Regions from separate parts of the Sus scrofa genome. Here region 2 is linked to region 1. A link is a contact called in public HiChIP or PLAC-seq data. All regions are on one chromosome and are shown on one strand. Each heading gives the region's core, a stretch centred on a gene start, on an enhancer-like site or on the middle of the called end of the contact. The rest is flanking DNA. Distances are from core to core; before and after follow the strand shown. Region 1 overlaps LYPLAL1 (lysophospholipase-like protein 1). Region 2 overlaps LOC110255627 (a long non-coding RNA gene).

The links. HiChIP or PLAC-seq counts read pairs in DNA pulled down with a chosen protein or histone mark.
Region 2: a contact with region 1 is called in an H3K27ac HiChIP or PLAC-seq map of skeletal muscle, with 5 times the contacts expected there. The contact joins two enhancer-like sites. A contact is called at or near these places in 1 of 47 Hi-C or Micro-C datasets (skeletal muscle) and 1 of 2 datasets of contacts at active chromatin or transcription factors (skeletal muscle).

The regions. Positions count from the first base shown.
Region 1 is chr10:8,978,506-8,984,968 of Sscrofa11.1, reverse strand. The region is part of intron 5 of LYPLAL1 (lysophospholipase-like protein 1); the gene reads right to left. Among named protein-coding and RNA genes, the nearest start is that of LYPLAL1, 35 kb to the right of the region's middle. Within about 2 kb of position 4,013, at least 19 of the 83 cell types and tissues checked have an H3K27ac peak or open chromatin away from gene starts, as enhancers often do. A contact at or near this core is called in skeletal muscle, where this site is marked.
Region 2 is chr10:9,215,504-9,221,829 of Sscrofa11.1, reverse strand. The region is part of intron 2 of LOC110255627 (a long non-coding RNA gene); the gene reads left to right. It overlaps LOC106507893 (a long non-coding RNA gene), which reads right to left. Exons shown (of 3, transcript XR_001304255.2): 2 at 1,595-1,819; 3 at 718-959. Among named protein-coding and RNA genes, the nearest start is that of LYPLAL1, 270 kb to the right of the region's middle. Within about 2 kb of position 3,474, at least 3 of the 83 cell types and tissues checked have an H3K27ac peak or open chromatin away from gene starts, as enhancers often do. A contact at or near this core is called in skeletal muscle, where this site is marked.

The DNA.
Region 1 (6,463 bases), core at 2,764-5,263:
ACGAAGGAGACCAGAGGCAGACCGTGTAATGAGGTGTAACGAGAACAGAACCAAGGCGGAGGCCATGAGGATGGTGTAGAGGCCAAGTGGAAAGACGTTTCTTTGATGCAACATCAAAAGGATTTGTTCACAGGCATGATGAAAGGATCGGGGTGGGGGGTGACACAAAGACATTATTATGTGGCCGAAAGTTCATTTAAAACAGATCACAACAGAAGGGCCTTCCGGAGCAGACCAAGAGAGCAATGACGCTGCACTGCCGTGCCGGGCTCCTTTTCCTTTATCTCAGAACAAATCCATTTTATAGACGAGGGAACAGAACCTTGGGAAATGAGGCTTTTTCCCCAAATCATATTTGGCAAGTGTGAAAACTTTGCGATATTTTGAGGATAGGAACTGTGTGAACATTTTGCAGTGTTGTGAGGATATGAACTGTGTCGGGGGCTGTGTGACACCCAGGTGAGACGCTCCTGCAGGAGGTATAAGCGGGGGTGGAGAGCAATGATGAGAGCCTGGGGCCAGACAGGTGGCTATGGGGCCAGCATTCCCAAGCCATATATGTGGAAGATCACCCAGAAAGAGAATGAGGAGAAAAACAGAATGAAAAGGAGCCTTCACATTAAAGGGAGTAGCAAGAAGAAAAAAAAAATGAAGGAAACAGAGAAATCATAGTCCAAAGATACTAAAAAACCAGGCTGGAAGGTTCAAGTTTCCAGAATCAGGGGTTAATCAACGCATCACATTCTATAAAGACATCGAGTAAGATAAGGACTGAAGCAGGTTATGGGGCTCAGAAATTAGAACTCTGAGAGAAATGGTTAATCGGCTTTAAAAACTCTTAAATCTGCACCATTATGAAACATGAGGCTGAGCCTGTTACTGAGGCAGAGGGAGGGACCACTACGTGCATTTAGCACAACAGTAAAATGGAGCCAAAGGCAGCATGAATATCGAATGTCTGCAAAGGAAAGGAAATGGCTCTGAATCTGACGTTTGAAATGTAGGTGAGTATTTCACGGCCTTTCTGAGTATTACCACCATGGCTCTATGGACCAGGGCAAAGGCTTCCTCGGGATTCCAAGCACGTCACCAACCATCTCTGGATCTCAGTTTCCATGTGTAAAATGATAATTTCTGGATTCCCTCCAGCCAGAGAAATTCCTGATGCTGTGGCAGAACCAAGACAGCGTCAAAACAGCTGCCCTGAAGCCCGCTCGACATTTCACAGGCTAATTAAGAAGAAACTTTTTTTTTTTTAAAGGATTTCAGCTACTATTTGAAATTGATACATTTTTTCATTCGCCATTTAAAAACCCTGTTTTTAAGTTGAACTAGAGATTTATTGCTGTTGAAGTGAAATTTTTAGAGAGAGCCATTTATTTGCCTCTGCCGATTGCATGCTGTGATCTTTGGTTTTGACACTTCTCTCTGGTTATAGGACAGAGAAACGAGCTTAATACCTAGTGCCCAAGGGAAAGATGTCTGTCTCTCACAGACATTTCAAATTCAATAATTTCATTGGCAAAAGAAAACAGACCAGGAATGGCCAAAATTACTATGTCAAGTATTAATACGTCAAGTGTTCCTCTAGTTTCAAATGGACAAGCCACCAACTGACTAGAAAAAACTGAAGTTCTCTTGTGGCGCAGAGGGTTGACGCTCTGGTGGTGTTGCTGCAGTGGCCTGGGTCGCTGCTGTGGTGTGGGTTCGATCCCTGGCCCAGGAACTTCCACATGGTGCAGGCAGGGCCAAACAACAATAACAACAACACAAAACAAAACAAAGAGCTGGGAAGAAAGAGGGAAAGAGAAAATGAAAACAGTGATTTTTTTTTTAATTCAAGTAATACTATGTCCTTAAGAGTAGGTAGTGAAATACCAGAATAAATCAAAACCAAAAAAAGTATTAATTTGCTACAATAACAAAAAATGAAGTAACAAGCTATTTTGAAATAATCTCTAATAGGAATTTAAAATAGAATGCAAGCACATTAAACTTTCTCATCACTTCTTAAAAAAAAAAGAAAAAAATGAAAAAAAGAAAGATCCCAGAGGCTCTGAACTAAAAACTATTGGCAAAAACACAGGTCTCTTATGGGCATTTTGCCCAAAATATGATTTCTTCAAAACAGGATGTCCACTATTCATCATAGACCCATTAATTCTATTCCCAGTATAAAAATCACATATGGCTTTCGTAACCAGTCCAAGACAAAGGCCTAAATAAAATCACAAAGGTAATGCACGTAATAACTTGAGGGGAGCATAAAAAATACATATATTTTCAGACAATAGCTTATCTTTTTGTAAAATTCCACTCAATATTTCAAACTAAATTTCACGCTCGTTTTCTGAAAGACTGAAGTATGAAAAAGGAAAGAACGAAGGCTTTGCAGAATTTGAGGGAAGTCCTGGGGATATGGCAGCGAACACGCTGAACAAACTGGCTGGTCAACTGGGCAGTAAATGGTGTTCCAGCTTATTCTCCCTTAATGAGGAGCAATTGGGCAAGAATGGGATCAAGACAGCTCCCCAACTGGTACCCTGTTTACTGCTAATTCTCCTCCAGTAGAAGGACCTCGGTCAATCTCAGCCTCGGGCCCCCCTTTTAGAATAACGGATACTAACATTCGTTCTGTATGGACAGAAGGATCCTTCCTCCTTCTGACAACAGGTGCAGAGACACATACCTGCCTCGAGTGTGAAGGAAGGGAGATTCACGATCCCTACGGGGAGAGGCCCGGCTAATCTTTAGACCGCTCTCTGGTGGATGGATGGATGGCATCATGCAGCATGCTCCTCAAGGGGCAACACGACAGCCGCGTCTACGCCGCCAGCCCTGCATCCGCTGGGGTGGCGTAGAGGGCCACAGAGCACACTGGGTCCTACCTGCCTTAAGGGCACTTTGGACCCTTCAGAAAACTGCCTGGAGACGATTTCCAGTTGGAAGCCACAGAGAGGGCACTGACTGGCACTCAGGGACAGGCTTTCGTGGTCCTAGATGGAGTTTACAAGGCTGGTGAGGTCGACCCCCTGAAGAGTGAGAAACAGACTCCGAAAGCCCGAACTGTTGCAGGCCACCGATATGCCTCTCCAAACTGAAATGGGACAGCATGGAGTCTCCCCCCTGCGCCCCCATACCCCTGAGATCCGCCCCTCCTCCTTTCACAGACCTCAGCTGGCGTAAGGGACAGCTTGGGGCCAGGGTGACACGGCTCTGTTCTCCAAAGGGATGAAAAATCGCAATCTATCCCCAGGGAATGTGGGAAAGAGAAGGGGTTCACACTTTTGTGGATCTGGCCGAGACTGGCACCCGAGTTCCGGCCGACAGGTCCCTCCAGGGAGGATTATGCCCAAATTTGACTGCTCGGCTTGGGCAAGAGTTCACAGCAAGGAGGAAGACGTAAACCCGGGAGTGGAGCCCTCAGGGGGGACTCAGTGTCTTGTCCTCTGGGTCCCGCTGCTGAATGTGTGACTGGTATTCATGTTTGACATGCTTACGCTGTAAATGCCCGCGAGGTCCCAGAGCCATTCTCCTGCTTGGGAGGGGCTGCACGGAGGGAGCTGCCGGGCCCTCCACCGCTGAGGACCCTTCAGGCCACAAGCCTCTGTGACAGACGATGCTGCCAGTTGCAGCCTCTGGCAGTCGGAGGTGGCCTCCTTTGGACTCACTCACCGCCTCCTTGCCACAGCTCCCAGCTGGACCTCTTTTGAAAAAGCAGCTGTCAGCTTACTCTTGGGCTCTTGTTGAAACGGAGTGCCCGTCCCCTGGAGGAACTGTGACTCTCTGGCCTGGTATTTCCCTTTTGGGATGGATCGACTCAGACTCAATGACTAACAACGTGAAAAGGATCCAGTCGTGGAAATGGCACATTCAAGACTGCAGCCGGCCTGGCCTCAGCGGCGCCTTGGCTCTACATGAAAAAATGGCAGCTCTTCCACCTCAACACCTGCAGCATAGCTGCTGGTGCAGGGCCGCTGAGTCACAGAGGTTCCCTTAACGCCTGGGCCTGCTTCAGCGGTGGCTGGCTGAGCTGAAACCCGATGGTGGCCACTGGTCAGATGCAACTGTTTGGGCTCAGGGCCAGCGACTCAGAACTGAAAGTGGACAGGGTCTTTCTGCTCAGTGGGCAAAACTCGAGGTTGCCCTCATAGCTCTGGCAAACACAACATTGGATCAACCTCATTATATTTTTACTGACTCTTGAGTTGTTGTCATGGCCTGATTATTTGGACTGTCACTTAGCGAACCACAGACTGGAAGATTAAAGACAGCCCCCCCTCCCTTTGGCTCTGCTAACCCAGGAAATAAACAGTGGCTGCTGATTGAACCATCTGAGTCACTTATGTAGAGGGACCCACTTTTCTGCTGAAACTGACTGGAGTCAAGCTGCTGGTCGAGACTGGACGGCCAGACTGCCAGCACTGCTTACTTAAGCCATCAGCAGACTAGACACGGTGACACATCAACCATTATACTGGATACAAAGCAAAGGAGCCAGTGTTTTTGATATACGGCCTGCCGTTGCATGCCAAACTTTTGAGTCCTGACGAAAGTTGACCCAGTTGTCTGGCAGTGAAGGCAACCACACTGCCTGGGGCATTGCCCATGCTTGCTCCTGACACACTAATTACATCTGACTTTTGACCTCTTCTTGGGGTTGTAAGTGGTGCCTCACTGTGTATTAATACTTTCTCAGGTTATGTGTCACTGTTCCAGTCTGATAAGCTGACAGGGGCCACACTACTGTGGCTCATAAAATGAATCTGTATTGTATTTTTGGCTTTTATTTCTGGAAAGCTTCCCGTTCAACAATGCAGAGCCTTTTGTTGCAAAATGATTCAACAGTGAGCTGGCAGTCAGGTACTGGATGGGCTGCACACAGTCCCTACAACTCACTGGGGTTTGGTATCTTTGAGCATTGGGTCTTTCTCAGCAAAAACTGACTCAACAGATGTCTGGATCTACCCGTTTTACTTTCTCCTGGACCACACACCCTGGTGAGGTGGTTAGGTCAATAAATACAGCTGTCCTCAGAAAGGGGTCCTAGGCTGTTTTCTGGGCAAGGGTCAGAATAAAATGCTGGGAGATGAGGTAAAGCTCTTTCAAAGCCTTGTGATTCCTCCTGACCATTAAGGCCGGGGCTCTGGTGGAGGCTGCACCGCCCTGGACTGTGCCTTGCAGGCCCAGATGGAGTCTGAGCAATTGCCCTTGCAACGCTGGATGAATGCTTTGGACGAAGTAGGAAGGTCGGTACAGAGACGTAAGGAGAAGGACAGCTGGCCTCCTGAGGCACATCCTTACCAGGCCATGGAAATTGTTCAGCTGGATGGGACCAGGCCCTTGGTGGGCGCAGCTGGGACCAGGGCTGCAGCGTGGCTGGTGCTTAGAGCTCTGATCATAGCAGCTTAATTCAGTGCTGGATGGAACAAACGGACCTGATCTGGTTGCAGCTAAATGGCAGAGTTGACCAATATGACAGAGATGACGCACGCGATGACGCACGCAAGGACCTGCACCTTAGCCTCAGTGCGGGAACACGCTGCGGCCGCCCTTCCCTGGGAAAGGCTGTATGCGTGTAGAGCCGCAGAGACGTGTTTCTACAGGCAGATGTGAAGCAGAATCAAACATACATAACAGTACACTGGTTCTCTGTAAATATAATTTTGGTTTTTCACGTGTTAAAATTACACACAAAGTCTTGTGTACCAGCTGTCTTTGTGTCTCATATAATCTGAATTTTCCTGAAATGTGTGCAAGGCACTGGTAATTCTGTTCTCTTATCATACCTCAAGAAATTCCTATTACGTGAAAATAACGGAGTTCGCATTGTGGCTCAGCGCATGAGGACACGGGTTCCATCCCTGGCTTCGCTCAGTGGGTTAAGTGCTGCCCCAAGCTGTGGTGTAGGTCGCAGACGCAGCTCGGATCTGGTGTTGCTGTGGCCGTGGCGAGGCTGGCAGCTGCAGTTCCAATTCAAGGCCTAGCCTGGGACCCTCCATATGCCAGAGGTGCGGCCCTAAAAGAACAAAACAACAAAGTGCCACCCCTATACATCCACGAGAATGGATAAAATGGAAAAGACCGGCCATACTGAGTACTGACAGGGACCTGGAGCCTAAGTGGAGCCCCAGGCCTGGAGCAGACCAGTACTCTGGTCTCACAGAAAGAGGGCTCCAGCGGGCACCTGAAGGCTTCCAGCCTCCACTCTCGAGGCTTTGGGGGAGTCTTTACTCCTCCTATCCCTGGGATCAAATACCAGTAACACCCACTCAGTCTACCTCCTCAAGGCCCTGTGAGGATCGGCGGAGACAACGCGAAACCACGCGACACACGGGACGGGGGGGCACTGAAAACCACAGAAACACGAACACCCCGCTGGGAAGGTGGTTTAAAGAAGGTGACGATGAAGACAAAATACTATCATGTGAAACCTTTTCATGATTTCCCACTGCCTTTACTT
Region 2 (6,326 bases), core at 2,225-4,724, 240 kb before region 1:
TCTCTATTTTCGATTCCACAAATATTGTAATTTCCACGAGAAACCTCAGAGGTCCCATTTCTGGCTCAGGAGAGGGTTAACACACACTCCACCCAAGAGTCGCCGGTACTGGGCTCCATTCATTTTCCAAAATGTAGCCTGTTCCGTTGATTAGTCTGCTCCACGTCATTAAAGCAAAGCAGACCTGCACCCGGACAGTTAGCGGGACCCCAGCCGTGTGGTGTTGCAGTGACCCTGACCACACTTGCCCCTCAAGCTCTAGGTCTTGATCAATTCCTAGAACCCGAAGCTCTGGCATAGTGGTCTCTGACAAAAACAAATGAGGCTGTTTTGGTGGCTTACTTACAAGAAATCAAGGGCTCTCTTCTGATCTTTCTCTCTCTCTCTCTCTTTTTTAAGGGCCACACCTACAGCATAAGGAAGTTCCCAGGCTAGGGGTTGAATCAGATCTATAGCTGCCAGCCTACACCACAGCCACAGCCACAGCCACACAGGATCCAAGCCTCATCTACGACCTACACCACAGCTCACAGCAGCACGTGATCCTTAACCCACTGAGCAGAGCCAGGGATCAAACTCACATTTTCATGGATGCCAGTCAGGTTCATTACCGCTGAGCCACGACCAGAACTCGGTGATACGTCTCTTGATATCCATGTACCAAGTTTTTTTTTTTTTTTTTTTTCCACACAGTTTCCAGGAGAAAATGAGTGGGGCTTTTAAAGTAGACACATTTATTTGCCAGGCAGAGAAAAGCTGCACACATCCTAGGACGTAAGGAATGCTGGGATGGGACCTCGGCCCCGGTGCTCCCTCATGCCTCTGCCTGGTTGCATGAGAGCTTCATGCCTATGGGATCACTGGCTTCTGCTTTGAGAATCCGCATGCAGACATCTCTTGAAGAGGTAACCCAGGAAGCTGCTGTCAGTCGTGAACACTATTTCGTGATTCAGTTGATCCTGGAAGAAACAGGTCATTGGATCAGTAAGATTTCATCAGGGGAGAGAGGGGGAGAGAAAAGGGACCTCAGAGGAACCGAGCCGATGGAAAAGACCTGGTAGATTTGGCCACTGGAGACCCTGGTGGTGCTGAGGAGGGCATCTCACACTTGCTGGAAAGGAGTCTTCAGACCCTGGCTTTGGAGCCCTCCCACTGGGCTTCCACCCTCCTCAGCATAAGCCTATCTGAGTTATGACTTTTAACAAGTGCCCGTAGGAAGCCGGACCTGAAATTCTGTTAAATTCAAAGCAAAGCTGGGCCTGAAACTTTATTTAATTTAAAGTGACAGGTGGGGGTGGATGGGGGGTTTGCAGTTGGCATATGCACACTGAGGTATATGGAATGATTGGCCAGTGGGGATCTGCTGTAGAGTACAGAGAACTCTACCCAATATTCTGTGAAAATTTATGTGGAAAAAAAATATGGAAGAGAATGAATGTGTATATATGTATTACTGAATCACTTATGTTCATTAGGCTGAATGCGAAAAACCACAAGCCAAAGAGGGCATAGTATATCATTGCATTTTATGAAATTCTAGAAAAGGCAAAAACTGTCTTATAGTGCTGGAAACTATGTGAACATAAGACTCAACTGTGTTGTTGCATCAATCTGCATTTCTTTTGAGAAAGGGTTCTTTTTTTTTTTCTCTCTCTCTCTCTTTTTTTTTTTTTTCCATTGCATAGAGCAGGAAACTCCAACTTGAAGAGTTGAGTGATTTTTTCCTGAAGGTCTCAGCTTCCAAGTAGCCCATCCAGGACTTCACATAAGATCTTCAGCATCTGAGATTACTTCTCATGATGTTGCTCGTGGTGCTGAACTGAAAGGAAGAGAAAACACTCACTGCACGTGGGTAGATATTAAACAGGAAGAAGGCACTGCAGGCACAAGGAAGAATATATTCTGATACTTGATATGAGGGTGATTCTTTGACTTAGCACTGGCATCTGATACAGCCAAGCCAGTCCGAATTCTTTCTCTGGGTTTTCCAACTGGGAATAAGGAAAAGGGTAAAACCTTTTCTGTTGTTAAAAGCTGCAGCATGTGAAGCCTAGGACTGGCCAGGGGCTGTATTTCCCTGCAATTTGGAACAAATGTGGACTAAAAGAGAGGGACGCCAACTTACGGGGGGAAAAAAAAAATGAAAGCTTAAAAAACAAAATGAAAGAAAATCCCAGCTGTTTTGAAACTTTGGCTCCATTTTTTTCTTTTTTGGGCCACACCTGCATCATACAGAGGTGCCTAAGCTGGGGGGCGCATCAGAGCTAGTTGCCGGCCTACATCACAGCCACAGCAATGCCAGATCTGAGTCCTGTCTACGACCTACCTTGCAGCTCATGCAACGCCGGATCCTGAACCCACTGAGCAGGGCTAGGGATTGAACCTGTGTTCCTCATGGGTACTAGTTGGTTTCCTTTGCAGCTGAGCCACAACAGGAATTCCTTCATTTGTTTTTGAGGGGCTAACAGCATCTGTATCATTCCAATGAATTGGTTACTTAACCCTTCATTTGATAACCTGAGATGTTTCAGTATCAACCAGTAAATTCCCTCTAAATGAATTTGAGTTAGGTTTCTGTCACTTGCAATCAGAAGAACCTTGCCTAACACATGGTGCTTAAAAGGATTTAAGTGCAACATTAATTGCATAATGTTGCCACATCTTGTAAAAAAAAAAAAAAGTACTAATATTCATAGTAACTCTAGTTAAATATACTGCACAAGTATTGTGCCAAGAAGAATGACAGCGCTGTATTTACCTTTTCAGACAGTCTTTGTTTCCATTTGGCATATACAGAGGTTGAAATATTAACAGTGGATCTCAGGAGAGAAACCCAGCTTTGTAAGGTCTTTGGGTGATAAAATATATTATATAAATAATCTGTGTTCAAGATCAGCACATTCTATACATTTTTTTGCCTGCTGGGAGTTACTCATTTTTATGGAATACGACCTGGCCCACTGTAATAAATGTGAGCAAAACTGCCAGGGGATCCCTTTTTTCTCATTTTCGTATCATATGCAGGTAGTGAATAATGTCTTGTGTATTTGAGGATCCCACTTTCAGAAGCAGAACACTTGCACATGGGAAAGACCGGAGCGGGTAAATCTCCTTTTAAGAAGAAAACAGGCCAACAGCAAAAAGAAGTCCTTCTGAACTCCTGCAAAGACATCCTCCCTTTTTTTGAGGACCAGTTCCCAAGAATGCTATCAGCACCCCAACCCCCGCACCCCCAAGAGCACTCAAGGAGCAGTAGAAATTAGCACTTGGTTAAAGTTTCTCTTGGCCTGGCTTTGTTACTCTGACTCTTCTTCCTGCTTTTGGTTTCTCCTTTGTCTGCTTTTTCCTCTGTTACTGTTTCCCTTCCTTCCCATTTCCCCGGGGGCTTAATTGAGGGTAGCGCCAAGTGCCCCTTCCTCCTCCTTTGCGCCTCTGTGAATTGGAGAGGGCCTGACCTCAAGGCCGTCCCCATGCAGGGGGTGGGTTCCGTAGTTTCCACTTTGAACTTCATGCTTCAGCGTATCCGGATGCTCAGAGGAAGAATGTACGAGAAACAGGGGATAATTGAATTACAGATTTCTGTTGTGTTCGGGATGTTAGCTCTTGCACACATGTAGCAATTCTGGATTGCTTAAGAGGTCCCTGGTGTGTTTTTGGCAAATGGAGACCTTTACATGTGCCCGGCTCAGGTCCAAGGGACATGCATGGTGCTGGGTTTACTTAACTACTCATCTGCCTGCATTTTCTTCCAATTCCTTAGAAAGGCAATTGAAAAGGAGAAGAGAGAAAGAAAAGGGGTGTAGACCTCGATGACCAAAAGAATTCCTTTTAGATAAATCCCGAGACGAGCTTCAAGATTAAAAAGCTAAGACATTCCTCAATGGAATACTTGCAGGAAATAAGATCCTCATCCAGGCAGCTTTCTTTAAAAAACAAAACAAAAAGGACTGACACATGGACATGTGTGTGTGTGTTCACGTGTGTGTATGTTTGATTTCATATTGTGAGCTGAATAGTGACCTTTAATGACTTTCAGATTTGCTTAGCATGAGGGACAGATGAAAAATTATCTAGGAGAGAGGCTGCCCTCATTAGCGATATACATTGGTCTCATTTAGGAAGCATCTGTGAGGTATAAAGAATGAAAAAATAAAACTGACAGGAAAAAAATTAAAAATTCTTCTTTCTTTAGAGCATATTTTAAAGGTACAAATAGAAAATGTCATGCTTAGTATTAATTACGAACAGCCAGGGCGCGAATTTGGAGTTCCAAACTGAGAGAAGAAAGAGGGGGGAAGAGAACGCAACTTGAAGCCACACGGATCTGCATCCTGGGGGAGCCAAGCCCCTTCTTTCTCTCCAGTGGGAACCCTGTCTGCCTTCAGTCCTCTGGGGTCCCCAGAGGACAGGTGCACAGCCCCCCACCCTGGTGCTGGAAAGCATTATGTCCACCTAGGGCTCGCTGCTCCTGGTGCTCTCTAAGAGGAGTGGTCCCCTCTCTCTCCTAGTATCAAGTACAGCAGCTGGCACGTCCAACTCTAAATAAGAAAGGATCAGGAATAGTAATGGGATTTGCTGTTAAATGAGGAGGAGATGATGGGATGAACAGCCCTCCGAAGCTGAGAAAGGGGCCTTTCTTGTTCTCTCCTCTGATTTAAAGATAGTGTTGCAACCACCAGACCCATGGTCAGGGTACAGTCTTAGAAGAGGATAGAATGTTTCAAAGCTGGATAGTCCACGGAAGGTTTGAAGGAGAAGAGGAAAATGAAGGTAGGGGATGCTTGAGTGTCATCTGGTTTAAGTGGTATTTTTTCCCAAACACCTCGCTGACTGACACTGAAGAAATGCGGGTGTTTTGGGGGAAGGGCTCAAGTGTGAGACATAATTTTGATTGTGAAGCCCTTCAAGGATGGATGGTGCTAAGTGGATTGTGAACTGTCCAGATATTGGCTTTCAGCATCTGCAGATCAAGGGAAAGAAAGTGCCATTGCATTACAGAAAAAAATGGTAGAAGAGGAGAAAAGAAAGCATGAAGCCAAAAAGAAGTTCAACAAAGGAGCTGAATAAAGACCCATCAAAATCTGCCGATGTTGCGAGCCCTCTCTGCTATCATTCATATTGTGACTATGATAAAATGTTTCTTTGTTTCATATAAATTCTTTTTTTCTAATCTTTCCTAGGATACTGATGACTCCATAAGGGTGGGGCCATGCGCTGTATGCCTCTTGTATTCTGTTATGGCATTGCTCTCAACCTGATGCCAGGAGCAAAACAAGGACTCCACAAACACTCATTTATGGAGGACCAGAGATGCCTAAAGGACCAAGCTGCAAAGTAGAAAAAGCTAGACACATCAGTGATGCATTTTAGAGAAACCACTGTTTCATCTTTACCCTATTTTTTCAAGGGAATTTTTCTTCAATGTAAATTTGGCTGTTACAGTTATTAAAAAGTGAGACAAAGAGGTGAAACTCATGCAACATTTTAGGGAAAATGATTCTTCAGAACCACCTTGCCCTCACACTTGCTTTGGGGGCTCTTCCTTCAGAACAAAAATCATAAGCTCAAGACACAACCAGGCACCCATAGGGTTGAGACAAAACTCTGCCAAAAGGGAGACGTCAGGCAAGGGATTCATGGGGCCTCCACTTTATTGTCACTTGATGTTTAATAAAGCCACATGGCACTGGTCTAAACTGTGCTGAGAGGAAGGGCTAGTTCAGTGTGATGTGGTTCTGAAAACACCAACTCTGACAAGTGGTAGAAAATTGTTTAATTCGCAAAAGATGACTGAAGCACCAGATCTGGGCAAATAAAGAAAGTGGACGTTGCCCCTTGACTTGATAGTTGCATGAGCCTTTCTCATCAGTCACCAGGAACTTTACGGAGCAGTCAGATTTCCTGGCGGGGGGTCAGGGGCGGGGCAGGTTTATGGGAGCCACAGAGAAAAACGGTGTTGGAGTTTTCTCTCTCTCCGTTTCTTCCCTCTACCTGTCTGTATCGTTGAACTGAGCTTGTTCTGAAGTCCACCAAGCAAAAGGCCGAGATGATCAAATGCGATATTCACATAAGATTGTGGCATTCAGCCTCACGTTGGGGAGTATACAGGGCTTCAGTGTTCCTTAAGAAATTACCTCTTGGTGTAGCAATTAGCCCCCTTCTGTGAAGGTTCAGTGTTTCCTTGGGCTTCTGCCAGTGCTAACAGCTATGGCTTAGCATTCTTTTTAATGGGCTGCGATTACTGCTGAGAGCAGGGAAACATAAAATATTCACACTTAAGCATCTTTTACACTCCTTTGAACGTTAGATTATGTTGAAAATATAAC